7 separate regions of the Mus musculus genome follow, and regions 2, 3, 4, 5, 6 and 7 are each linked to region 1. The links are chromatin contacts, called in public Hi-C, HiCAR-type, HiChIP or PLAC-seq and promoter capture Hi-C maps. All regions are on one chromosome and are shown on one strand. The core of a region is the stretch at or near the end of the contact, and the rest is flanking DNA. Distances in the headings are between cores, read along the strand shown. Region 1 holds the start of Chic2 (cysteine-rich hydrophobic domain 2). Region 2 holds the start of Paics (phosphoribosylaminoimidazole carboxylase, phosphoribosylaminoribosylaminoimidazole, succinocarboxamide synthetase). Region 3 holds the start of Dcun1d4 (DCN1, defective in cullin neddylation 1, domain containing 4 (S. cerevisiae)). Region 4 holds the start of Clock (circadian locomotor output cycles kaput). Region 5 holds the start of Aasdh (aminoadipate-semialdehyde dehydrogenase). Region 6 holds the start of Sgcb (sarcoglycan, beta (dystrophin-associated glycoprotein)). Region 7 has its middle 20 kb from the start of Gm34960.

Region 1 (3,738 bases), core at 818-3,317:
CAACATGAAAAAGTTCAGAAATCCTTTATGTAGCCCTGAAGACCAGGGGAGTCTGCAACTCACAGATCCACCTGCCTCTGCCTCCTGAGTACTGGGACTATCACTGTGTCGGTTTTTTGTTTGTTTGTAATTGCTTTTAAAAGCACCCATAGTCCTTAAGTTCAAAAGAAAAAGAAAAAAGTCCTAAGAGTTAAACTAAAAATTAAATAGCAGGTTATAACACTAAAAGCATTATGATATACATTTAAACTGTATTATTCATAATTAGCTATATTCCTTAATTAAGTTTGTGTTGACAGTTAAAACAGAGCAGTTATTATGGTGCGAAGTCCCATCTCCTTATCCAGGTACTGAAACAATGCTTATGCAGTGTTTTTACCCTGTTAAATCACCTAAATGCACACGTTAACAGGTGCGAAGACACCAAGGTGTTACATAAGCACACCCCAACAACAACAACAAGGCTAGTCAGGATGACTACACAAGGGCCGATCTTCTGAGGAGCCTCACTGTTTGACCGCCTTGCCCACAGCACGCCCCACTCACCCTACACCAAAAAACAATGACAAGCGCTCCAGACAGCTTCAGGCTCGCTGCCTTTTTCTATCAGTGATAAAGTGATATGCAAGTACAGGAAGTTTGAGCGATGACTTTTCAACTGGAGATAGCAGCTGCAAAGGAGTATCAATACCCTAAGTTGTACAAACTCCGGATTTTATCAGGGAAATGTTACAAAACTTCCTTCTTCCGGACAACTCATTATTTGCCCCAAGTCTACATTCCTTTATTAGTCACGACCTTTCAGAATGCTTTCATCCCTTATTGTTTGAATAATATTGGGACTTTTGATGTTGCTAATAAACCTTACAGGGGCCCTTATCAAAGAAGCCAACCTAGGTCCGTGTCCCAAAACAGACCGGATTACAGGAAACTCGGTACTTGTAATTCCTTGTAAACAGATGTATCCTCCTCTTTTTTTCCGTCCACCTGTATACTTCTATCATACATAATTGACAGCAACTCGAATCAGTTTTGCAGAAATTTACTCTTGAGGAACTGGGAAGCCCCTACGTGTTATGTGTGATAGACACACGACAGTGAATCTCATTTACCAACTGCCACTGGGATCTTAACACCTCAGATCTGACCTCTGAGCCATATGTCAATAGGCTGTAAGTCAGGCAGAGTCCCAAAGAATAACGGGGGTGTGGGGGGTGTTACAAAGATGGATCCCACAAGATGTGTGTGTGTGTGTGTGTGTGTGTGTGTGAGTGTGTGCACCTCTAGCCTGTACCGATGGCCCATCAGGCAGACCCTAAAGAGCCATCTTCCCGGCTGGGACCCCACACATCCCCGCGGGCCACGGGGCCTGCTCCGGGGCTGTGGGAGGGAGGGGAGGCAGTGTCTGTCCCCACTTGGGAGTCCTAAACAAATGGAAGCAGAGCAAGTTCTCACTTCCTGATCGCCGGAGCTTCCCCCAAGGCCCCCGTCCCGCGCCAGTCACCGGGGACGGGGGTTTAAGAAAAGGAGGACCCCCAGGGGTCCCAGGGCCCACCCCGCCCGCGCCTCGCCACCCGTCCTCGTCCTAGCCCTCGCAGGGCCTTACACGGTGACGTGACCGGAGCCGCGGACCACCACCGGGTCGGGCGAGTACTTGAGCAGCTGCTCCTCCAGGGCCCGCTCCTCGTCCTCCTCCTCCTCGTAGATTTCATCGAAATCCGCCATCCCGAGCCGGCGAGCCCCCCGCCCGGGGCCCTGGCTCTGGGGCGGCCGCGGGGAACGGCTGGTGAGGCGGCGGGCGCGGAGGCCGCGGAGCTGGCGCTCGGCAGTGTGGGCTCCGGCTACTGAGGAGACCTGGTCCCGGCCGCCGCCGTTGCCGCCGCCACCGCCGCCATTACCGTGGGCAGGAACAACAACACAATGTCAACATCCGCCGGGGCCGCCACCCCCGCCAGCGCCGCCGCCCGCGCCAGCGCCGCCGCCGTCGCCGCCGCAACTCCGGCAACCACAGCAACAGCCCGAGCCACCCGCAGCAGGAGCAGCCGGCTACCGCATCGCGAGACTTCCCGGGAGCGCGGGCGGGCGCGGGCGTGGGCGCGGGCGCGCGGGTGGGCGGGCGGGCGCGTTCACGCGGACGGTCTCGCGCGCTCCCGGGACGCCGGCCTCTTCCTCCGCTTCCACCCGGCGCGGCCCCGCCCTCCGGCTCCAGGGTCAGCGACCCGGAAGGCGGCGTCTGTGAGGATCGGGGGCGCTGACCCCGACTCGACTCCTAGAGCCAGGCTGGAGTAATCTGTAGCCCAAACAACGACAGCGGGCGAAGCCCCTGGCCGGACCAGAGAATCTGACTGCCGGTTTAATAAAACGTTTTTAGTCCACGATGCGAAGCAGAGTTGGTTGACTTTGCCAACTTGAGATTAACAAAGCAGTGCATTCTCTTTTTTTTTGTTGTTGTTGTTTGGTTTGGTTTGGTTTGGTTTGGTTTGGTTTGGTTTGGTTTGGTTTGGTTTGGTTTGGTTTGGTTTGGTTTGGTTTGGTTTGGTTTGGTTTTTCGAGACAGGGTTTCTCTGTGTAGCCCTGGCTGTCCTGGAACTCATTCTGTAGACCAGGCTGGCCTCGAATTCAGAAATCCCCCTGCCTCTGCCTCCCAAGTGTTGGGATTAAAGGCGTGCACCACCACTGCCCGGCAAACAGTGCTTTCCTGTCTACTGTCCTACCTGATTTTCCAAAATATCTCCAAAGCCAAATATTCTGTCCTTTTAGCCCAGGTTGTTTGTTTGTTTGTTTGTTTGTTAACAAGAAATCTCACCATCAATACTACCTAACAAAGTTGACAAGTTCTCTGTGTTCCAATTAAGAAGTTGCAGTTGTATGCTTCGTCTCTCTAGTGAAAAATGTTTTCTCCACAAGAGGGGATGGGGGAAGGGAGGAACAGTGGACTCATGGATCACCTTGGACCTGGTTTCACAATCAAGAGTCTGCCAAGCATCCAAACAACATAGGAACAGAACTGGACTCCTACGGCAAACTGGACCATGGGGTAACAAGAGTTCCTCATTGGTCTGGAAAGGAAAGAGGAGTTGTACTGGACCCAGTGTCCACAAACAGTTCTCTACGCAGTGTTCGCATCCTTCAAGTTCGTTTACGGGTCTTTGTCCAAGCAGAAAACGTACAAAGGTTAACATGAGAGTGGAAAATGCTGGACAACTTAATCCTGGAAAGATCTGGGGAAAAAAAAAAGGGCAGTGAGCTAGGCAGGGAAAAATAGTCGATGCGTCAGACTTATGCTTTCCCAGATTTATTCATTCAATAAACACTGAACCTACTGTGTGGTCAGCTGTGTGTGTGTGTGTGTGTGTGTGTGTGTGTGTGTGTGTGTCTGTGCGCGTGCACGCGCGACTATGTATGTTACAGTCTCTGGCAGTAACTTTTCTGTCATTAAGGCAAGCAACCATAATTCTCTAGGGGGGTGGGAGTCAGAGGGTATGTCAAAGGCTCCAATGGAGCATACACACAGGAGGCAGCTTAACTTGGTAGTTCTGAAGGCTGACTTTGAATCGCCCTCTATCATTTCCTATGGGACCCTGGCCAAGTCCTTTAACCTCTTGGTCTTTGACCTGTCACAGGAAGACAAAAGTGCGGCGTGGTAGCACACATCTATAAAACCCTAGCAGGTGGGAGATGGAGACAGGAAAATTAGGCATTGAACATCACTCTATATAGCCAGTTTGAGCTATAATA
Region 2 (3,566 bases), core at 504-3,003, 1.9 Mb after region 1:
AGTTCAAGGCCAACTCAGTTCCAGGACAGCCAGTCACAGAGAAACTGTCTCAAAAAAACAAACAAAACAAAAAAAGTAAGTATAGGAAACATAATAACATAGTGACAAGTCACTAAGAATAAGTTGTAGTTTGTTTGTTTATCGAGACAGGGCCTCATTGTAGCTATGGCAGGCCTAGGATTTGCTATGTAGCCTCAAAAGCTCCAGATCAGTTTGCCTCTGCAGACCTCTCCAGTGCTTTGAGCTAGTCACTGCACCCAGCAAGTTGTAACTAATTTAAAAAACAAAACAAAACAACAAAAAACATAGTCCCCTACACCATATACATACACACATTCTCAAAACAATTTTTTTGGGGGGAGGGGGGTTCAAGACAGGGTTTCTCTGTATATATAGCCCGGGCTGTCCTGTAACTCACTCTTTAGACCTGGTTGGCCTCAGAACTCAGAAATCCACCTGCCCCTGCCTTCCAGTTGCTGGGATTAAAGGCATGCGCCACCACAGGGTGGCCCCAGATGCTTTTTTTTAAATAAATGTATGCGGAGTATGTAGAATGTCAAATAAGACTCTGCAAAAGGACAACTTCTAGGCTAAGTCTGGTAAGAATAATCATTAGTGATGCATGTAGCACCCACATTGATAAAAAGGGTTACTGCCCAGCTCTGGTCTAGACATTGTTGCTACTGTATTGTAAAACTCCGTGATAGAATAGTTTTTGAAGAGAGACAAAACCCTAGTTTGTATTATTTCCATAATACTGTCAGTGAAGTCAAGAAACAAATTATGGAGGCAAAGGTCTTTTTTTCTTTGTTTGCCCCAAAGGCATCTCCCAATTTCTCATAGCTATAACTACTTTTAAACTCACGATCTCCAAACCTCTAACTGCTTTCAGGCTGACAAATCTGCTCAGTAGCTCTGCCCTTGCAAACAAAGCTCTTGCAAGCAGGAGGCCCCGTGCAAAACAACAACAAATAGAAAAACCTTCAAGTGTTGCAGGACCTTCAGCACCACCACCCTACAGAAGCTTATCTCTAGAACAGTTCTAGTTTCAAGGAGATCTGAACGGTCCCTTCCCAACCTGGCTAGTGAAAGCAAACTCCAGAGTAACTAACCCGCGACGAGAGATGCACATTCTTGGGAGCTAACCTGTAAAGAGCACTCGGGAGCAACGCGACAGCCTAAGTTAAAGTCTATGCAGGCAAAGTGTACCCCACCCCCACTTGGTCAATATCCTGAGTAGGTACTTGACTTGATTCTCGAGATTCACCCTCCTAGCCCTGATCCCCCCTTCCCAGTCATGATCCACCCTCATTGTCTTGCGTTCCCCGTAGCACAGAGCTGGGAAGCGGCTCGTGGAACTGTGCAAATACTTGCCATTCCACCCCCACCCCTCCATCCTGTTGCTCACCGGTGCTGTAGCCCCACGAGTCCCAGAGTGATCACATGCGGCACATCTAGCTGCGTGGGCCAGTCTCCAGAAGCGATGCACCCAAACACACCACATTCCTCGCGGATCCCCAACTCCTCCAGCTCCATGGCGCCTCGGAAAGCACGTGGAGGGACCTGCTGCCGCGGCGTGGTCCAAGCACCAACCAGCTGTCCGCTCCGCTATCGAACGCCTCAAGAGGCTCGCGCTACTGACTGCCTCCTTCCCGGGCGGGCTAGGTTCTCGCTACTGCGGCGGCGCGCTTCATAGAAGGGGCGTGACCAGTTCTGCCTCCCGCTCTCCGCCAATCAGCTAGGGCAAAGAGAGGGGCGGGGCTACGGAGTCAAAGAGGTGGGGAGGAGGCCGAGGTCAGGATCGCTACTTTCTCTGCACGTGGGAGGCTCCGTTATTTTCCCGCGCCCAAGGAGTAGGTGATGAGAGTGGCGCAGCTGATCGCGTGGGTCCCTCAGAAAACCTGAGCCGTTCGTGCCCCCTGGTCTCACGCCGTCCCCCGGCCGTCAGGACTTGGTCCGCTCCAACCCAGAAACCTCTCCGGCCAGCGGGGGCCTTGCAGCATGCGCGCCACTTTTTGGCTGCCTGCGGGGAGGGGCCGCCCGGAAGCGGGGTCGCGTCAGCGCGCCTGCGCGGCGGGAAGCCTGGGGACACGACTCCAGCCCCAAGCACAGCCAGCCCGGTACTTCGGGTTCGCCGGTGGGCTGTGGGGCTAGGGCGTGTCCTTGATATTGCACCTCCCTTTCCCGCCCTCTGATCCTGTGGTCGCCCTTGTTTTCCAGAACACTGCCCTTTTTTCCCGCGCGGTCTGCTCCTCTAGTTCACCTCGGATAATGGCGACAGCCGTAGGTGAGTAACTTGCTTTCGGACCCTAGGGTCCCCCAGCCCTCCGTCAGAGAGCTAGCAGGCTTGACGCATACACGTGCGGCCCCGAGGTCGGATGCAGGCCTTCCGACAAAGTGCCTGATCGGGTTCCCCAAGACGGCGCCTGGGGCCCGGAGCCTGCACACATGGTCCAGGCGCTGGAAGACGTGCGTTAAACTCTTAAGCACCCAGAGCCTATTTAAATAGCCAAAAGAAGGCCCCGGGACGGGAAGGAAAGTAGCAGAGTGGGAAAGTACTCTGAAGGTGAAATGGCCAGAAACTAACCAAGTGCCTAGAAACCTTGTAATAAGCAGATAAACAACCAAGAAAATCTATCAGGGTTTTTGTTTATTCTGGTAAAGTTAATATGCCAATAATCTCCTTTACTGCAAGTTTCGTAGTTTAAAGTGTTTGAAAACAGGTCCAAAATTTTTTGATCAGATGCTTCTTTGCAATCCCTGGAATTTGGGATTGTGGGCGTGGGCTAGTAACACCCTTAGGATATGGGTGTGGAGAGTGCAAAGTTACTTTATCCACTAACAAAACACTGTCTTGGAACAACACAAGTTTCTAGATTAATAAGGAAGCAGATCCTGTGGGCACTCCAACATTCTTTCCCACCTATGAAAACCACCCTGAAGTTTATAGGTAGTACAGCTCCATAAAATTGGGAATTAGGGCCAGACTTTTTCTGAGACAATCCACAGCGCCAGTACTTCTAAACTAGTAAAAATCTTAGAATCTAACCTCTTCCCCACATCTGATGTGGCCCTGTGCTGACAAGGGTCCGAAGAAGGTGTTCATATCTATAGTTTAATTTTGAATGGCTGTAAACTACCCTATAGATTCTGGGAACTGGACCTGGGTGCACTGTAAAACATCGGAGTGTTCTTAATTGCTGAGCAATCTCTCTGGCTTCTATTTTACTTTGTTGGTTTTGTATCCGTGGTTGTGTGCACTTGAGTACAGATGCACAGAAGCCAGGGCCTGTCTTGAAGCAGGAGTACACATGAGCCACCCAGTGTAACTGCTGTGAACTGAATTTGGATCAAGTATTGACTAAAACTCGTGTCTCCCATATTAAATCAGTATCTTGTGTCTGTTGCTCTTTAGTATTTAGCAGCCCAATGGTTCTTGGGTTAAATCTACATAGCTAATGAGTTAGTAATGAACTAGATAGAAGGCAACAGTGGGTCAGGCTGAGTATAGAGATTTTCAAGAGGACACAAACATTAAGGAAGTTAGAGTTCCAGAAAGGAAATTT
Region 3 (3,507 bases), core at 728-3,227, 1.6 Mb before region 1:
AAGAGTACTTCCTCTCAGTTCTCTAGCTCTAGCGGACTGTGATTGGCCCTGACACCTTGCCTCTGACTGTCCTTGGTGGAGGCCACTATTTGGAACCTACACACTATCCCCCTACCCCGATCTGGGTAAATCTGTATTTTACTTGAAACTGGTCAGACTGAACCTAGTGGAAACAGCTGAGAACCAGCATAGGTTAGAATTCTGTTTATTTATTTATTTATTTTTCCTGGATACTATGTGTCAAGGAAGTGCTGAGAGCAGGGAGAAAGCGAACTGGCAGCAGGTCCTTTAGGTTTAATAGTCTCACAACCATAAAGTTTGCTGCAGATAAATCAATATAGCAGATTAATAACTAATATAAATCACGGGCTTATTTTAATTTACAAGTACCAAGAAGTAAACCTCTTTTCTGTGCAAAATAATATGGGAAACAAAACTCAAACACAACAAATATTATACATAAGAAAGTCTCAGAAACACGAATAAACTGTAGTTCTTACTATATTAGGCTGAAATCAGGAACAGAATAATGAACACAAAAAGACTTTGCCCAGAATAAGCACTTAAAAAAATATAGAAGCTCCCAACCCAGGAGCCTACAAGTACCTTCCTTTGTTTATGAGACTTGGCTAAGACTCTGTCCTGTTAAGGAGACCCAAAAGAATGCTCTATGAAGAGTTCTTGTCTTCAGATGCAATTCTGATATTTTGCAATTTGATGAAGTGAATCATATGCATTTGAATGACAAATATGAAAGATTGCGTTATTGGGATTCAATTTAATTACAGAGAAATAGAGGGCGATGAGATGGAACATATCACAGTAACAAACACAGTGATGTAGATAACAAGGACTGTAAGCTGTTTTGCGCTTGTAACATTTGTCCGGATTTCAGAACTCTACAACTCAAGAGCCTGGGCTGTAGAATTCAGAATCCTAACGCAGGACCCCTTTGTTATCTTTGGTCATATCATCCAGTGCGTGTGGCGGAATCTACAGGCTGTCCAGGCTGTGGTTGGGGCAAGCGAGGTTTGGACATGGAGTGTGTGTTTGCGGTGGGGGCGGGGCGCCCACCCTCGCACATCTCAGCGTTATTGCATTACCTGTGATTGTGGAGAACTGGTTTTCAAGTACTGAAAAACTCCAAGAAACAACAAAAGCAGTATTTAGGACACTTAACAATCACAACCCCATTAACGCTTCCCTCTGCTAAACAGCGGTTTGGCCAGGTTCGACTTATGTTTCTTAGACTTTTATAGTCAGGGGACCTGGCTTATCTTGGTGTCAGGCTGACCCCAGAGCCTAATGTGGCACTAGGTTTTTCTCTCGCTGTCTGGGGACCGCAGAGGTGTCTGACGTTCAATGCCTGAAGCATTCGAAACCTTTGGCGCAAGTAACGCATGACTCTGAATAATTGACTCTGAAAAAGAGGCGCATTTCCAAAGTTGAGGACAGAAAGGTTGTGGCATAAAGGGGAGGAAAGCGGAGATATTTTTCTTCTTCTAATTTTCCGCAATGGGAAACGATTGAGGAGAACCGGCGGGACCCGGGCGCGGGCAGTAGCGGGATCTGGCCGATGGCCTCCCAGGGAACACCAGTCCCTGTGGGCTGGAGCTTGGCTCTAGGTCCCTCAGGCTGCTTTGTTTCGGATGCTTAACCCAGGTTCTCGGCTGGGCTCTCGGTTGGTCTCCCGCTCCAGGATCCGCCCGCCACAGGGCGGGGCTTCAGGGTCAAGGTGGACCAATTCCCCAGTCTCGCCCCTCCACGCGCTTTCGGACCCCTGAATGACTGACAGCCGTTGGGTCCAACCTGCGGCTCCGAACAGTGGCCTCCACCAGGGGCGGTCGGAGGCGAGACGCCGGGGCCAATCACGTTGCAGTCTAGGGGGCGGGGCCTCCTTGCCAGCTGCAGGCGGCGCAACCAGCACTTCTTCGGTCAAATGAGAGCCGAAGAGGGGCGGTCCCCCGGCTGGGGTCTAGCCAATGAGAAGGGCGGGATGGGCGGGCCGGAGAAGAAGCCGGCGGTCCTCTGTTGCGAGCTAAGGTTTGGGGAGTCGGTAGGGGGACCGCGAGTGGAGCGCGGGAGCCCGGGCGGCAGGCGGGTGTGAGCTGCCCGAAAATGCACTCGGATGCTGCAGCTGTCAGTGAGTAGCACAGAGCCAGCGGGCCCGCACACCGCGTCCGCTCCTGCGCTCCCTTCTCCACTTCTCCGGTTCCGATCGCGCTGGAGTCCCTGGCCCGGGAGCGGGTTGAACCCCTCCTGGAGTCCGAGGGCCGTGACGCTGCGGGCGGCTGGGGCGGGGGCAGGGGCGGCGGGGAGGGGGTGGGGACTGGCTGGCTTTCCGCGGTTGGGGGAGGGGGGACATTCTGGAAGGCCGGGGGCCGAGAGTCGGTGGTGCACGGAGGTGGAGACGGCGGCGGGCGCTGGCAGCTGGGGTCGGGGGTGGTACGAGCGGGCAGGGAGAGGGCCTGCGGTCCGAGTACAGGGTGAGGCTTGCGGGGCCCGAGCCGTACGGTCTACCGGGGAAGGCGGGGGAGTGCGAGGGGAGAGGGGGCGGGGACAATGGGAAGGAGGGCTGGGGGCGGGGGCGGGAACAATGGGTGGGGAGCTGGGGCAGCGGCCGGGCCGGTGAGGGGATGGGGGGTGATGTAACGGGGGCCATGGAGTGGGAGACGCCGCGGTGGGATGGGAGAGTTGTGGAGTCCGGTGTGCGGGACGGCGGTCGGGAGTGGGGAGAGGGCTTGGGGGGCAGGTGTTGGGACAGGCGGTCCCCGGAGGAGTGGATGGCGGATAGGACTGCTGTGCAGTTTGGGGGCTGGGACAGGGGTCGGGGAGGGTGTGCGGAGTGAGTTAGGAGGAAGAGTAGGTGGGGAGAAGCGGGGACTGGGAGGGCTGTCATCTTCGGGTACGGTGCTCTTGGGGCGGGGTGGGGAGCGTTGGACTGTCCATTGGGGGAGGCGCCTCCTCCCTGGAGAGGCCCGGTTCCAGCCTAGGAGGGGACCACCATTGAGCCTCGGGGTGCACTGAGGAGAGGGGGCGGGGCCGGGTACCCGGGAGGTGTCCCGAGGCTGGCAGTAGCCTCCGCGTTCGGCGAGCAACGGGGAGCGAGGTCAGCGCGGGCTGGGGTTACAGGACCGGGAGGCCGCTGTCTGCGAGCTGACTCGACCCGCAGGGGTCCTGGAAGCGGGGTGGAGGAATTGGCGTAAGAGGTTGTCGGGGTCCCCGGCGGTCCGTAGGTTTGGCAGTGTGTGACGCAGTTCTCTAATTTCTGGCCATCAGGTGTAGAGGCTGATGCGTCAAGACCTGTTACCTTGTACGGAGGGCCGCTTTGGAGGCATAGCAACGCGCGTGCGAGAAGCTACCTCCGCCCGAAGCACCGGGAGGGTGCTTTAGGGGTTTCCTTTAGGGTCTGGCTCCCCGAGCCGGTGTAAAGGGAAAGGCAGTCTCGTGGAATTCTGGGTCTTGTAGTCCCAGCCGCCCTGGGCCGCGGTTGGATTGGGTGCACGT
Region 4 (3,601 bases), core at 548-3,047, 1.3 Mb after region 1:
TAGGACTTCCTCATATTGACGAGCAACACAGGCTATATGTAGTCTATATGTGTACACACACACACACACACACACACATATATATATATACACACACACACACACACACACGCACAAATATGGACATATAGATTATATATAGTTACACATACAACAGGACACAATTCAGCTTTCTTTCACTATATGACAATTTTTTGTGTCCTTTTTTTCACAGGTGATCCTGCCAGTTCTTCAAGCTAACCTAGGCACATGTTTCTTTCTCCTAAGATTTTAAAACAAACCAGATTTCAAGTGTTCTGTGGGACTCAGAGACAGTCACGAATTAAGTTACAGCCTATTCATTTTTTTTCAATCAGATATGAATGGGGATGGTCTGTAATTTTCTCTAGTCGCTTTTAAAACTACAACAATGCAATCAAGGGAAATTACCTTGCTGGTGATTTTGGGAATCGTTGCCCTAGTCCAATCAACAACGCCTGTAAAAGTTTCTTCTTGTGCTTTTCTTTCACTGCAATAGAAAACACCAGAGTCTGTTGTTTTTAAAGCATCTAGAAAGGCTTCATGCAGTGTGTGGTTCGGCATTGCAATATCAAAACACCACGGCCTGATCTGTCATCTGTCAGGTCAGAGGCCAAAGCTCTTCCTTCATCTTTCAGGATTCTGCTGACTACCTCGGACTTCCACAGCGGCAGAAAACACCCCACAAAGATACAAACTTCGTGGCGCTACTCCCGGTACCGGGACAGCCAGGACCACATCCAGGACGGCCAGCCCCACAGGCAGAGCGCGGCCCGGCGCGGCGCACGCGACTCGAGTCGGACACCCGGGGCCCAGAGCAGCCCGCGGCCCGAGCCCCGGAACCAGGACCATTAACGGAACCAGCCCTGGGCGGCGGCGGCCGCCGCTCGGACTGCGGATCCCGGCGCGCGCCGGCCGCCGCGAGGGCGGGGGCTCCGCGGAGGAGCTGGCCGCCCCAGCGCCCCATTGGGCGCCGCTCCAAACGTGCCCGAGTGGTGACAGGAATAAAGTGGGTCACAAGGCCTAGCGGGTCCCGGGCGCGAGCGCTCTCGGCGGCCGACTCGGCCTGCCCCGCGCTAACCCCGCGCCCAGTCTCAAGCGCGACGCGGCCCCGGAACCCCCGGGGCCCGCGGGACCCACCGCGCCCCCCTGCCCTGCAGGTAACCCCCAGCGGCCCCGGGACACTTGGCGCAGGCCCGGCTGAGCGCGACTCTCCAGAGCTCCGCGCTCTCCGCGTCCCCGGACCCCGGCCGCAGCTCCTGCCTCCCGGCCTGGCCCGCACCCCCTTGGCGCCCCGCGCCCTGTTCCCTGCCCCGGTCCCACACACTGCCCCCCGCGCCCTCCCGCGTCCTCACCGTGCCTGAGGCTCCGGCTTCCTCCCTCCCCCGCCCGGGACTCTGCCCGCGGCGGCTCGCGACAGCCGAGCGGCGACAGCCGGGACACGCCACGGCTCCGGGAGCCGGCAGCACCAGGGGCGGCGAGTGCGCGCCCCCGACCCACCCCTCAAAATTCACCGCTACCGCCGCGCTCCTCCCCCTCCCGGCCTTCCCCTCCTCCACGGAACCCGGGAGCACGCATGCGCCACCCAGGCCAGCCGCCCGCCGCGCGCCGGGCCGAGGCCCACCCGGTGGGGCGCACTCACCGGGAGCGCGTGCGCGGCGGCGGCCAGATTTCCTTCGCGCTCTCGCCGTCCGGGGTTTCCTCTCTCCAGCCGGTAGCCGCCAGCCGAGTCCGTGATTGCGCTGCCTCCCGGCGCATGCGTCGTGGGCGCGGGGCTCCGCGGCCGGCCAGGCTCTGCACTCGCCCCTCCCCTCGCGGCCGCCTTCCCTCAGCGCGCCGGGCGCGCATGCGACTTTCCCCGTTAGGCAGCCCCGAAGCCGCGCCTGGGGATCCCGGGCACCCGAGGAAATCCCACTCTTGCAGGCCGGCGTGAGCTCGTTCCACGGCCGCCGAGGGAAGCCGGGATGCCCCGAGGCCCCCTTCCCTTCGCAGGCCGGGAGGCGGGGCCTAGCGGAGGGTGCGGCCGCCCGCAGCGCCCTGGGCGGCTCGCGGTTCCCCGGGATGCGGCGCTCCCAACCAGTGGGAGCCGCCGCCTGGAATGGTGCCTCTGTCCCCGGGAAAGCAGAGAGCTTGGCCTACGCCAAGTTAGACTTCTCCAGCCCAGTGCTCGGTTTCCTCTCCTGGAGGTTCGTGGGATGCCTGGGACTCGGTTTCCCGGCTCCTAGAGACACGCTAGGCTGGCTGCTCCCCGAGATGGACCTGGACGACCCAAGTGACCTCGGCTGTAGCCAGGGAAGCAAAAGGTCGGGATGTGTTTGCTCCTTTTATGAAAAGGCAGGAGGCACTGCAAAAGATGAGCATGGCGCTACGGATGAACCAGGACCCTAGTTTACACTGGTTTCTTAGCTACTGCACCCGAATTACTGGGAAAGAAGCTAATTCATAGCAATTTCTTTTAAAAATCAACTCGTACAGCAAACAGAAGGCAATAAATAAACCTATACTCTTTAGCTCCAAAAATCCTGTCTACAAGGTAATGTTTGTCTCAATAAGAATTAAGTTCTTGGTGTATATTCAGGAAAGAAAAAAAAAAAAAACCAACTTCAAAACTAGGAATTAGCTGCGATCCCCCCCCCCCCCCCCCAGCAATGTGAACTAGGAGGAGAATCCTCAAATTCCTGGCTACGTAGCCAGAACCCTGCCAGGAGAATCTTTCCTTGGCAGTCTTTGTACCGTTTCGCCATCGAAAGGCACAGTTTCTGCTGTCCTAATCCATCTGCTGCTCGCTTAGGTTCACGTCCTTTGAACCCACCCATTCTCCACTCTGTCCTTGTGGTCCAGGCAGGACACTGTGGAGGAGGAAACCTTGGGTTCTCTGTCTCAGGCTGGCAATTACTGCCAAGAAGATTGTTTCCCAGTGAACCTGATACTGAAAGAAAATAATCTTTTCTTGTGTGACTAATGAAAGAGCAGGCACCACGAAGGGAAAAACCAGAAAACAGATTAAAACATGGTGATATAGCCTAGATGCATGAGCGCTGAAATCGATGTGGGCTAGATTCCTTTGGAAAGTTCAGTTAAAGTAATCAATAAACTCGTGAATGTGTTTGTTTTATTGCTTAAAACCAATAAGAGCTTTTCTGCCATCTACAAGTTAGTGTCTTGATCACTGGTAGTAAAAAAGGGGCAGGAGGTAAGGGTACTGAGGCTGGTAAATAGGTTGCAGCCAAATGAATTTGAATGCTTTCCCTGGGTCAAATGTTTTGGCTTTATTCATTCTCTTTTTCTATTATAGTTCCTCTAGTGTGTGTATACACACTATATACATATATAATATATATACATATATATATATATATATATATCAAAATGACCTTTGCCCCCTTTAATGGTTTCATTGTCCTCTTAGTCACCTGTGACTCCTCCCTCGCTCACATTCTCTGTTTAATTATTTACCAAGACCTGTTGATAATCCCTTGATTTTCTGCTCAGTCCTCTGTCACTGTCTGACTATTTCCCACGGTTCAGTTTACGACTTTTCCCTCATTTAAAAAAAAAAAGTTTTTTTTAATTTCCCAACTTT
Region 5 (3,522 bases), core at 886-3,385, 1.9 Mb after region 1:
ACTTAAGCGGTTTACTTACTGATTCAGAATAGAATTACTCTTCAATTTGTCATTTAATTACTATCCAACTGAGTTAAAGAAAAGGCCTTCTTAAACCCATAAAGTCAAAAAAGGATACAAAAAAACTGAAATGTGATTCCTAACTATTAAATTTTAAAGAACAAGACTATTTTGATACTTAGGGTATTTTTAAACAAATATTTCCATAAATCTAACTTTTATGTACACAAAAGATGATTTTCCACAAATGGCCATTAAACAAATCATATGATCTACATATAGTATGTTCTACAGGATATAGGGGATGAGTTTATTTTGGGATATAAGTGTAGCCAGGCGTGGTGGCACACACCTTTAGTCCCAGCACTCGGGAGGCAGAGGCAGACAGATTTCTGAGTTCGAGGCTAGCCTGGTCTGGTCTACAAAGTGAGTTCCAGGACAGCCAGGGCTACACAGAGAAACCTGTCTCAAAAAAAAAAAAGGGGCTGGTGAGATGGCTCAGTGGGTAAGAGCACCCGACTGCTCTTCCGAAGGTCCGGAGTTCAAATCCCAGCAACCACATGGTGGCTCACAACCATCTGTAACAAGATCTGATGCCCTCTTCTGGAGTGTCTGAAGACAACTACAGTGTACTTACATCTAATAAATAAATAAATCTTTAAAAAAAAAAAAAAAAAAAAAAAGAGAAGAAAAGAAAAAGAAAGAAAGAAAAAGAAAAAAAAAAGGCTATTGCAGTAGAGTATCTCCTGCTATTTTTGCCTACAGAAGACCACAGAATACCCAAATAAATTTTGTTAAGCGCCCAATTTTCCACATTAATGTATTATACATATTTTTACAAAAATCTAGTTTGAACCTGGGGATGTACCTCAGGAGTTAAACCGTCCTTGTTCTTTCAGAAGACACAGATTCCATACCAGCACCCAACTGGGGAGCTCAATACAGTCCATAGTTCCAGTTCTGGCTGATCCCACAGCCTTTGAAGACACCAGGCACGAACATGGTGCACTTACATACATGCAGGTAAAACACTGCTATACCTAAAATTAAAAAAAAAAAAAAAAGTCTGTTTAAAAGCTGCCTTTTCTCTAAAAAGCAAGCACGTGTAACTGCTATTTTCTCACAAGAAAATATAATCTACTAACATAATTCACAGCAGTAGAATAACAAGACTATAACTTAGGTTTTTTTTGTTTGTTTTGTTTTTTCGAGACAGGGTTTCTCTGTAGCCCTTGCTGTCCTGGAACTCACTTTGTAGATCAGGCTGGCCTCGAACTCAGAAATCTGCTTGCCTCTGCCTCCTGAGTGCTGGGATCAAAGGCGTGCGCCAACACGCCCGGCTATAACTTAGTTCTTAAAATGTCATTTTTATAACTAGCTACAAAACTCACCACACAAAATCTATAATTAAGGAGTTTTTCTACTTTGAATTTAAAAGCTCCCAGTGGCAAAATTCAGTCTTGTCCAGATATTCATGTCAGCCATTGAATTTTATGTCTCTGTCCCTGTCTTTGTCCCCCTCCCCTCCCTTCAGACTGACTTGGGCCATCGAGATGGGTCAGTGGAGAAACTAACTTGCCATCACACCAGAAAACCTAAGTGTGATCACGGGACTCACATAATGGAAGGAGAGAACCCACTTCCGAAAGGTCCTTTTTGTTTCTTCACCATGCTGCACGCGCACACACGCACAATTTTAAATTAAAAAAAAAAAAAAGAAAAGGAAAGAAAAACAAGTGAGCCATGAAAAGGGATGACCTAGCAAGCAAATTTCGTGTTATAGCCTTAAGATTAGCAGCTCGGTAATGTACAACTGTAAATAAAGCCATTTAATCACCAACAGATCCTGATCTTAAGGGTTCTCCCTATACTGGGCATTATATATATAGGTAAATTATCCGTCTGCATCTTATACTTCTCACGCAGCCACCTTAATTACAATCACAAAAGCCTCTCGTTGGCTCTCGGAACCACGCTAAGAGGTGGCGCAGCAGGTGACCGAGGTGACCCACACAGCCGCTCCAAGCTGGGGTCCGGCAGCTCACAAAGTCTCCCCGGGTCGCCCGCGCTCTCCCGCCCCACCTTCTCACGACAGCGCGTGGCGTGCACTTCCTAGCCCAGCCGCAGACGCTCAGCAGCCGTAAAACGGACCTCTGCGTCATCTTCGGGCGCCCGTGACGTCACTCCAGCGTCGGGGGGCGGGCTCTCGCCTACGGGGCTCCGCCCAGACGTGGCGCACAGGTCTCCGCCGCGTTTGGCCCAACGGGTTTGGTCCGTGCGGATTCAGCCCTGCCGCTGAAGGTGACGCTTCAGGCAACATGCCTGTGCGTCTGCGTGAATTTGAGTGTTCCGTGTGCCTGCAGGGGCCGATGATTCCCTGGAGCATAGTCCCAGGTGGTTGTGAGCCACCACATGGGTGCTGGAGACCTAGAAGGGACCTCTGGATGGCCAGTGAGCTTCCTTGACAGCAGAGCCATATCTCCGAGACCCGGAGTCTCCTCGTTCCTTAAAGTGCGGGTAGAAATATCCCAAAGGCTGAAGTGAAGTAATCACCGCCTAATTGGCGAGTAAATTTGGCTTATCCCCTCCACACCTTCTGGGAACATACTCAAGATTGGTTGCGACCGTCATGGCAGCGGTGAAGTATGCCAGGGAAGCCCCCTGTCAGAATGAAACTCCTAACTGGCGTTTGCAGCTATTTACAACACTTCCCTATGAGGAAACCCAGGCCTGTCTGAGGTCAACAGCAGTCCCTAAAGCCACTGTATGCCTGGATGTGTGTTTTTCCGATGGCACAATTATTACAATAAATGGGAAGGGTCACCACTGTGGTGAGTTACTGTGCCCTCGCAGAGAGGAAAGATGGGATTTTTGTCTTGGTTCCTGTTGGGGGGAGAGGTGGAAGTGGCTAAGCACTATCTACATACAGTGCCTTAAAAAACAAAGGAGTGTGTCCTTATCTGCTGGAAAACAGAAGCTTGTAAGGGTCCATGAAGAATGACACCCTGGACTCAAATAGTATGTAAACACAAAGTGTGTTTTATTCTGTAGCTCAGCATGGTGGGGTCGTCCCCATTACAAAGACACAGAGTAAAAGCAAATGAGCTCGCAGGCTCCATTGAAAGCACATTGGAATTCCAGGGTAGGAGAGCTTTATCTTACTTATCTCTAGGCATTGTTACTGGGAAGTCTAGAAATCTTTGTAGAGGAAGTCTGGAAACTGTTGCTGACCCATTGTCCTTACCTCAGGCTAGGTGGCCAGGCAGTCTCAGATATCAGGGCAGTTCTGACTAACTGCCTGAAGCCTTTTTTTTTCTTCTTCTTCTAGTAACTGATTTGCCTGACCTTAGGCCTAGTCTCCTAAACTGCTAATTTGAAGCCTGTCATGGAATCAGATCTGCCTTCTCATCTGTCCCTCCAAACAGTGCAGGAAATACCTGTTTGAAAACCACATTTTCCTGTGTACTATGGGCCTCGCCAAACACCTTTTTAAGTGTTGTATTTGTTCTCTTAGCTTTCTAT
Region 6 (3,862 bases), core at 282-2,781, 1.4 Mb before region 1:
GGACTTAACTCAGGGACTAAGTTGTCAGACTTGGTGGCTGTCACCTTTATCACTAAGCCATCTTGCCAGCCCCTCCTGAACACATTTACATTGAAGCAGACTCAAGCTCCAACTGAGACCTGGGATAGAGGAGCTGGGGAAGAAGATACCAACATCTTCCTTTGTTGATGAAGCTGGGGGAGAAGCTTTTTTAAGGGGCAGAAGTGCCAGGACCCAGTGACTGACACAGCGGGGGGCCTACCCTGACTCCCAAACAGAATAGATTACAAAGTTAGTGGGATCCCAAACACAAAAAGCAACCTTTCATGTTCGAATTATAAAGTTGAGGGAAGCTGGTCATTAAGCCCAATGCTTGTTTCTCCTTAGCTCTCTTCAGGCAGGCCGGCTCTGGTTAGGGTAGCCAAGTGGGCAGACCACTGTAACTTTCCGGTAGAATAGAAGCTCAGAGCATCAAGATGCATGCACAGAAGAACTGAGACCCCTCTAACCCAGAGGCTGTAAGGGGTAAACTAGGAAAACCAAGGAATGGCTTCATTCCCAACAAGTCCACTTGCCTATTGTCATAGAGGATTTCCGTGCTTGTTTAGCAGATTTCAGGTCTGTTTTTCATACCCCCTAGAATGAGTCCTCGAATATTTAATAGGTCTGTCGCTAAAATGTTAGCCACTTAAGAAACTATTCCCCCGTTGCATATCAATTTCACTCATTCACTTTCTCCCCGCAGTGATTTCGAAGAAATGAAACTTTTAAAGAGAAACCAGCTTACTGGTTATTTGCAAAGGGAAACAACAATAAAGAAGTGACTACAAAAATAGCTTTTTATTATAATAAGTCACTTTAGCAACTACTTGCACGAGCATGTGTTCACACACTTCACCCGCACACACACTTATGTGCGTGCTTAAGTTACAGCTTGATATCTGAAGGGAAGCCTTTAAACTATTCTAGGCTCACAACGAAGACCAGGAAACACTTGATAACGCATTTCTTAAAAAGTAATCTTAAACCCACTAGACACGGGTCAGTTTTATATTAGTATCTGAATCTCCGAGAAACCACAGTGGGCGGGGAATGGCAGAAGCAAGACCTGGCCACGATCCACGCCAGGCAACAGCTGACCACCACTTGGCTGGCATCGGTCAGCCTCCCGGCCCCGACTGACGTTATTTTTATCCGCATGGTTTCTGGCTGCGGAGAGGCACGTCCAGGCGCAGGCTCCGCAGGCCATGACCCGTGTCACTCCCGCAGAGGGACAGCTCCGCTCTCTGGCCGGCCGGGAGCCGCTGCCCAGGATCCAGCCCGGCCTTCGCCAGCATCTTGGCTGCGGACAGCTCCCGCCCTGCGGCCCCGCCCTGCCGCCTCGCTCCGCCAGCCCAGCCCTCGCGCCCTCCGTCGTCCCCGCCCTCTGTGGGGTCGCCCGGGCCACCCGGCTTCCCAATCCCTCGGCCGGCCGCAGCAGGCTCACAGACCTGCTCGGTCGCTGCCGCCGCCGCCGCCGCTGCCGCCATCTTGGCCCGCCGCAGCCCGCGCTTGCGCTCTGGCACTGGGGTGGGGCTCACACCCTCGATGGCCACGCCCTGTCACGCCCTCGCCACTCCCCCGAAAGAAATCCAGAGTGGGCAAGATTCTGTGTAGGTTCACATCCTTGCAGGGCGGTCCCTCACGACCGTAAGTCGCCCGCGGGTTGCATGGGTGTGGCAAGGATCTCTGGGGCATCCTCAAGTTCTTCGGAAAGGACGCCCTCAAAATCCAAAACATGCCTTTACCTTTATATCAACTCCCCGTCTTGGGATACTGTCCTGTCCTGAGCTGTGACAAACTGCAAGGGAGTATTTGAGTGTACTGGTGGGTGAGACTTGGGTGCAGATCAAGTGGAAACTTTAGGTAGCTTAAATCAAACTAGTCTCTTCCCCCTCAACTCCTCTGGAAGCCTGTGAAGTCAAGTCTGGCACTTTCTTTGAGGCATTAGAGGCAGATTGTCCATTTAATATTGGAGACTATATTAGGTCCTTAGGAACCTAACTTGACTCACAGTGAGCACCAGGAGACAGTCAGGTGCACATTGGTTGCTCTCTGCACTGATTAAGTTGAAAACAATAGAATGAGTAGCATCCTAAGTTCAAGAACTCCTCAGATGATGAGTAGTTTCTACAAACTACCCTAGGCCACCCAAGGGAGATGTCTGATTCAGCTTTTTCTCTCCAGGTACTGGGTCATTTTGCTTTTCTAACTCAGCTTCCCTGCTTCGCCTACTTCTGATGGCTGGCTGGCTGTGGAGTTAAATACTCTGACACACAGCAAATGTCTCCCAACCTTCCCCCTCTCTCATGCCTGATTTCGGATATAAGCTGTATCTATGTGGTCATTTGCCTGGTCCTGTCTTCTTCCCCAACTGCTAAAACTGCCTGGCTCTATCACTGGGACGAACCTGCGTTTTAGTCAGGAAGACTATGTAAATCACAACCCACAGGTTTGAAAGTCGGCGGTGTCTGGGTAATAGCTTGGCTCTGGTCCCATTTATCAACTTTGACAATAAGGCTTTTGACTGCTCCTGGGTTCCTGTGCCTCACTATTCACTATGCTCAAGTCGTTTCCTTTTTCTCTGACAGCTATACTCCTTTGTGTCCCCCAAGAACCCACCAAATGTCACATTCTCTTCAGAGCCCCCATACTCTGATTAGCGCTACTCTGTTTCTAACCTTGTGTCAGTCTCAATCACTCACAATAATGGAACTTATTAAATGTCTTCCAGAGCTGCCTGGCACTCCAGATTCTAAGCAGATAAGAAGCCCCACCTTGCTTTTTTTTTTTTTTTAACATGTCTCCACATAGGTACTTTAATAATGGATTTTTCTGAAGTCAGATGGACCTTGACTGTCTGAAGATGGGTCTCTTCTCCTTGGATTCCTCGTTGCTGAGGTGTTACTGACAGGTCACCCACTTGTTCTCATTGCCAATGTGTCTTCTTCTGGCTGCTGTTGTTTTCTAAGATTTGATATTATACGTGTATGAATGTTTTCCCTGCAGATATGTATATGTACCACCTGCATGCCTGGTGCTGGTGGAGGTCAGAAGAGGCTGTTAGACCCCCTAGGACTGGAGTTACAGTTATGAGCCACCAAACATGTGTAGGGAACCAAACTCAGGTCCTCTGCAAGAACAGCCAATGCTCTTAACCTCTGAGCCATCCCTCCGACCCAGCATGACTGCCCTCCGAAAAACCCAACAAGCGGCTGAAAGAGTCAGAGGCAGATATTTGCACCCAACCAATCAATGGACAGAAGCTGCTGACCCCTGTGGTTGAATTAAGGAAAAGCTGGAAGAAGCTGAGGAGGAGGGTGACCCTGTAGGAGGACCAGCAGTCTCAACTAACCTGGACCCCCAAGATCTCTCAGACACTGGACCACCAAACAGCATATGCTAGCTGATATGAGGCCCCCAACACATATACAGCAGAGGACTGCTGGGTCCCGGTTTAGTCAGAGAAGATGCACCTAACCTTCGAGAGACTGGAGGCACCAGGGAGTTTAGAGGTCTGGTGGGGTTGGGGAGGGAGAGGGTAGGGACATCTTCGTGGAGACAGGGGTGGGGCTGGGGAGGAAGTGTGGGGTGTGGAACAGTCAAAGGGTGGACCGGGAGGGGTATAAAATACGGAGCATAAATAAATAAATAAATAAATAAATAAATAAATGATTTTTTAAAATGAGAACCAATTCACAGAATTAACCACAAGGGTAGTGTTCGTCATGTCTAATGATGTTTTGAAGTTTTTTCCCTTCTGATGCATTTGGAGGGTGCTGTGTGCTTGCAATGTCTCTAATTCTCACAGCAGTCTTATTTTAACGGGAATTATACCAGTTCA
Region 7 (3,823 bases), core at 63-2,562, 1.3 Mb before region 1:
CTAAGAAACACCTCAGCACTTTCATGGCGCTCCTTCCCAGAGTCACAGGGAGGAAGCAGCCAAGAGGACACACAAGCACTGCTGGTGTTCCTGCAGACTCTGCCCCTGGGGAATCATTATACATAAATCCTAGGTTGCTCTGCACCTTAACACTGGAGGACACAAAGCTTTCTCCTTGGTTGTGTTTTCCTGAGCTGAGAATAGAAGAGACCGTGGGCAGTCAGGGAACAGTTTGCCCGCTGCAACACCAACCCAATAGAAACAGTCCCCTCCTCCAGAGGTGTCATGATGATGGACGCACGCATTTTGCATCCACTGTGGAAACCTCCACAGCTTTGTCAGACGTAGAGTCATAATACAGAAGAGGCGACTTGCCAAACACCTCCAGGGCAAAGGTCTCTGAAGCTCTACCAACTGTAAGTCTACCAAGCTCTATTACCTGTCAACCGCCTGGAATGCTGCAGCCGCACCTAATTATTCCCAGCTGTGCTGGCTCCTGAGCGTCCCTTGGCCCCGCCCCGTCTGGCCTCCCTGCCCTCTGCTTCCCTGTGTGGAAAATGTATACACCATACTTAAATTCCCTCTTAGGTCTTGGGGGTCTGAACAGTGTCTCTCTTCCCAGCACCAGTGGGCAGGATGGCCTTGCTTCGATGGGATGTCTCCTTTCCACCCCAAGGCTGACCTTCTCCTTTGTCCACACTAACCAATTACAGCTGTGCACACAAAGGCAGGCACACTGTGCACTGAACCCAACTTCTCCCCTTAAACGCCTTCTCTGACATCCCCATCTCCTTGGTTTCTTAGTAAGGATCGGTTGATTAGAGATAAAGGAATTTTCTTCAGGCTGGGGTCTTTGGACATGCATCCTTCTGCCTTTGTGACCAAGAGGATTGATGGAATGTCTGGAGTTAGGACAAAAAATACCTACAGCAACAAGACGCCATTCCTTACAAGCCACTGAATGAGTTCTCCCTAACTAAGACCTGGGTTTCTTTATTCTTTTGTAAAAGAGCCATGGAATCCTCAAGAGGGTGGACAGGTTTGGTAAAATCTCTTCCATATTTGAGCTAAACCTTAGGATGCACAGAGGGCAGGAGTAATATCCTGAGTCTGACCGGTGGGCCGGAATAGCAACATCAGAGGTTCTCAAACATCAGAACCACCCAGAGGCTCTGTCCCAAGGGTGTTTGAGTCAATGGGCCTGGGGCAGGGGCTGGCTTTTACATTTATACCATCCTTCCGATTGAGACACGCGGAGGACCACCATTCTGCGTCGTCATACCATAGAACTCTTCAACCAAGACTCTGGGATGCCGGGAGAGTGTGAACCTGGGTAGGAGAGTGAGTTACACAATTGGACCGGCGCTTCTGAGCTTTCAGAGTCTGAAGCACCTGAGGATAGACTCCTGGGACTGCTGCAGCGCTGCATGGAGGCTGCTGGCGAGGCGCAGACAATTTGCGCGTGAGGTGTTTCATTTAGGATTCTGGGATGGAGTCCTGGCAGCAAAATTGCACTGTGAGGGCCTCCCGGAGACCGAGTGAGTAAGCTGTGAGTGGTGGTTTCCACTCTTTAGTGGCAAGCACAAAAGAAGCTTGGAGGGCCTGGAAGACAAGGGTCAGTCATTTCCCAGCTTTGCCGATAGTCTATTCCCACAGCAAGGGCTGTGACCTCACAGAGAGGTCTCTAGAAGTGACATTCACCAGGCCACCATCCTAAACAGTTCTGGCCCCCTCTCTACCTCTTGGCTCTGGGGCAATTCCTGCTCTGAGAGGGGAGATGCTTAAAGAGCAGGTGTTGATAATTACCAGAGGCCCGCGGTTTCCCCACCTCATCTTTCAAAGCATCCCAACAGGCAGGCCAGAGAGATGGAGCTTTCTTGAGTATCGTGGTTTAGTCTGATCACAATGACTTAGTATCTATCTGTTCTGCAGCTTTGGGAGGCGGCAGCGGAGGGAGGGGATTAAAAACAGCTATTCTCTTCTAGAATGTCCTTCCACGGAGGCTGTGCACATGATCAGTAGCATGCATGAGGGCAACCCAGAGTTTCCCTATGTGTTCAGATACATAAGGGAAGCTCCTTCAGGACCTGGACATTCACAGCCTGTCGAAATGACACCTGCCCACCAGCTTCAGTCCATTCTTTTGGCTTCTGAAGTCCCTTGACTAACACGTGACATAGCAAGCCACCGGATCCATCAGGCTAGCCGACTCTGAGGGTGCCTCAAATTTTCTCACATTTGCCTCTCTGTCCGGATAAGTCTCCAGCTATAGGGTAGCAACCTTTGAAATGATGTCCCTCATCAATGTCTCTTTCATCTTTTCTTTGGACACACCCACTTACCACCATTAGTCTCTACTTGGAAATCTCATGCTGCCTACCGAATAAGCTGTCTGCCTGTGACATTTGTTCTGTGTTACTTTTCTTCTTAGGAGTAAACATCTCTTTCCCCCACATAGACAGTGACCCTGAAGCAACCGAGGCATCTGTCAGTGAACCACATGCATCTAACGTGCATAGGTGACCTGGGGGTGTGTTGGCTCGATTGTAAATATGTGGGTGATGAGGCTGTGGTGATCTGTATCGGTGGTTCTCAACTTTTAGTGCTGCAGCCCTTTAATACAGTTTCTCATGTTCTGGTGAACCCCAACCATAAAGTTATTTTCTGCTACTTCATAACTATAATTTTGCTAATGTTATGAATTATAATATAAATATCTGTGTTTTCTGGTGGTTTTAGGTGACACCCTGTGAAACAGTTGTTCAACCTCCCAGAAGGGTCGAGACACACAGGCTGACAATCAGGGGTCTACACTGGTTGTCATCCTGACAGGATCTAGAATCACCTTGGAGATGATGAACCTAGATGAAGGATGAATCTCTGCGCATCTCTGTGAGGGACTTTATAAATTAGGTTAAGTGAGGTGGGGAGATACACCCTAAATGTGGGTGACACTGTTCCACAGGCTGGGGTACCAGGCTGGATTAAAAGGAGAAGGTCAGTGGAGGAGGGCATCCACTGCTGTCTGCTTCCTAGCTGTAGATACAATGTGTCAAGTTACCTCACACTCTGGCTGCCCTGAAGGCTCCTAAAGTACTCATAGATCTACGCCAACACAAACCCACAGGCTCTTACGCTGCCTTAGCAAGGTCTTCCTTGTTGCAGCAATGAGGAAAAATGAGACAGGAGTTCAACTACAATTAGGGACATCAACAGTGTGGGAATATTCTACCTTCCTCCCTGGCTCTCCCAAATTCTAAATTGGAAGCTCTCAGAGTCACAACTGATAGACAAGGCATGAGTTTCAAAAGGTAATATTGGCTTAGCTCCAGGACATCCTCTTTCTTGGCTCAATGAATGAGTACTGGTTTGTGGGGAGGAGAGCCCATTTCGTATCTAATTCCTCCTTTCAAAAGATGCTCAATCTTGTCCATTTTTTCCCATTCTCCCCTAAGTGGCTATATGTGTCATGAGGACTAGCCTCAGATCTAGCTTGAAGATGGCTCTGGAGTAATCTAAATCCAGGGATTGGCAAGTTTTTCCTACAAAGGAGTGTGTGGACTCCAGGCCTCATCTCTACTGCAACTTAAGGGATCATAGAAAATAGGCAAACAAATGAAAGCACGTTTGTGTTCCGCTAAAATGTTACCTGTGGATTCTGATATTTAAGCTCCATACAATGTTCAATGTCATGAAATACCCACTTCATATTTTTCAACCTCTTAAAATATAAAGGCCGTTCTGACCCATCCGTATCCTCAGCCCACTCTCATTTGCTGACTTCTAGTGTAAACCAGAACCTGCTGTGCAATTAAGTGTCAGC

What was found. Promoter capture Hi-C pulls out the DNA fragments that hold promoters and counts their contacts. Hi-C and Micro-C count contacts between places; a contact is called where the count stands out from the background. HiCAR-type assays count read pairs that join an accessible place to other places. HiChIP or PLAC-seq counts read pairs in DNA pulled down with a chosen protein or histone mark.
Region 2: a FOXA1 HiChIP or PLAC-seq map of pancreatic cancer cells shows a contact between it and region 1. The contact joins the promoter of Paics here to the promoter of Chic2 in region 1. A contact is called at or near these places in 2 of 39 promoter capture datasets (liver and pre-B cells) and 1 of 115 datasets of contacts at active chromatin or transcription factors (pancreatic cancer cells).
Region 3: an H3K27ac HiChIP or PLAC-seq map of thymic regulatory T cells shows a contact between it and region 1, with 11 times the contacts expected there. The contact joins the promoter of Dcun1d4 here to the promoter of Chic2 in region 1. A contact is called at or near these places in 2 of 39 promoter capture datasets (hippocampal neurons and liver), 1 of 115 datasets of contacts at active chromatin or transcription factors (thymic regulatory T cells) and 1 of 9 other capture datasets (embryonic stem cells).
Region 4: a contact with region 1 is called in a Hi-C map of liver, with 3 times the contacts expected there. The contact joins the promoter of Clock here to the promoter of Chic2 in region 1. A contact is called at or near these places in 2 of 484 Hi-C or Micro-C datasets (LSK cells and liver).
Region 5: a promoter capture Hi-C map of pre-B cells shows a contact between it and region 1, with 3 times the contacts expected there. The contact joins the promoter of Aasdh here to the promoter of Chic2 in region 1. A contact is called at or near these places in 1 of 39 promoter capture datasets (pre-B cells) and 1 of 115 datasets of contacts at active chromatin or transcription factors (pancreatic cancer cells).
Region 6: a HiCAR-type map of astrocytes shows a contact between it and region 1, with 5 times the contacts expected there. The contact joins the promoter of Sgcb here to the promoter of Chic2 in region 1. A contact is called at or near these places in 4 of 39 promoter capture datasets (embryonic stem cells, hippocampal neurons, pre-B cells and 1 more), 1 of 484 Hi-C or Micro-C datasets (muscle stem cells), 4 of 115 datasets of contacts at active chromatin or transcription factors (astrocytes, embryonic forebrain, large pre-B cells and 1 more) and 2 of 9 other capture datasets (adipose tissue and liver).
Region 7: a contact with region 1 is called in a promoter capture Hi-C map of hippocampal neurons, with 4 times the contacts expected there. The contact joins the enhancer-like site here to the promoter of Chic2 in region 1. A contact is called at or near these places in 3 of 39 promoter capture datasets (the 3T3-L1 cell line, cranial neural crest and hippocampal neurons) and 2 of 115 datasets of contacts at active chromatin or transcription factors (fibro-adipogenic progenitors and forebrain).

Annotation. Positions count from the first base shown.
Region 1 is chr5:75,042,574-75,046,311 of GRCm38.p6, forward strand. It overlaps Chic2 (cysteine-rich hydrophobic domain 2), which reads right to left and starts at 2,068. Exons shown (of 6, transcript NM_028850.5): 1 at 1,607-2,068. The coding sequence starts at 1,725.
Region 2 is chr5:76,949,549-76,953,114 of GRCm38.p6, forward strand. Paics (phosphoribosylaminoimidazole carboxylase, phosphoribosylaminoribosylaminoimidazole, succinocarboxamide synthetase) reads left to right here and starts at 1,754. Exons shown (of 9, transcript NM_025939.3): 1 at 1,754-2,287. The coding sequence starts at 2,272. It overlaps Ppat (phosphoribosyl pyrophosphate amidotransferase), which reads right to left and starts at 2,030. Exons shown (of 11, transcript NM_172146.2): 1 at 1,409-2,030. The coding sequence starts at 1,536. It overlaps LOC115486295 (a long non-coding RNA gene), which reads right to left and starts at 1,402. Exons shown (of 2, transcript XR_003955939.1): 1 at 1-1,402.
Region 3 is chr5:73,489,049-73,492,555 of GRCm38.p6, forward strand. Dcun1d4 (DCN1, defective in cullin neddylation 1, domain containing 4 (S. cerevisiae)) reads left to right here and starts at 1,978. Exons shown (of 11, transcript NM_178896.5): 1 at 1,978-2,143. The coding sequence starts at 2,119.
Region 4 is chr5:76,302,995-76,306,595 of GRCm38.p6, forward strand. Clock (circadian locomotor output cycles kaput) reads right to left here and starts at 1,798. Exons shown (of 23, transcript NM_001289826.1): 1 at 1,661-1,798; 2 at 430-508. It overlaps Gm7467 (predicted gene 7467), which reads left to right and starts at 1,882. Exons shown (of 1, transcript NR_152171.1): 1 at 1,882-2,533.
Region 5 is chr5:76,903,341-76,906,862 of GRCm38.p6, forward strand. It overlaps Aasdh (aminoadipate-semialdehyde dehydrogenase), which reads right to left and starts at 2,136. Exons shown (of 16, transcript NM_173765.4): 1 at 2,083-2,136; 2 at 869-1,040.
Region 6 is chr5:73,646,206-73,650,067 of GRCm38.p6, forward strand. Sgcb (sarcoglycan, beta (dystrophin-associated glycoprotein)) reads right to left here and starts at 1,532. Exons shown (of 6, transcript NM_011890.5): 1 at 1,470-1,532. The coding sequence starts at 1,508.
Region 7 is chr5:73,782,414-73,786,236 of GRCm38.p6, forward strand. No RefSeq gene overlaps it. Among named protein-coding and RNA genes, the nearest start is that of Gm34960, 20 kb to the right of the region's middle. Within about 2 kb of position 1,313, at least 33 of the 459 cell types and tissues checked have an H3K27ac peak or open chromatin away from gene starts, as enhancers often do.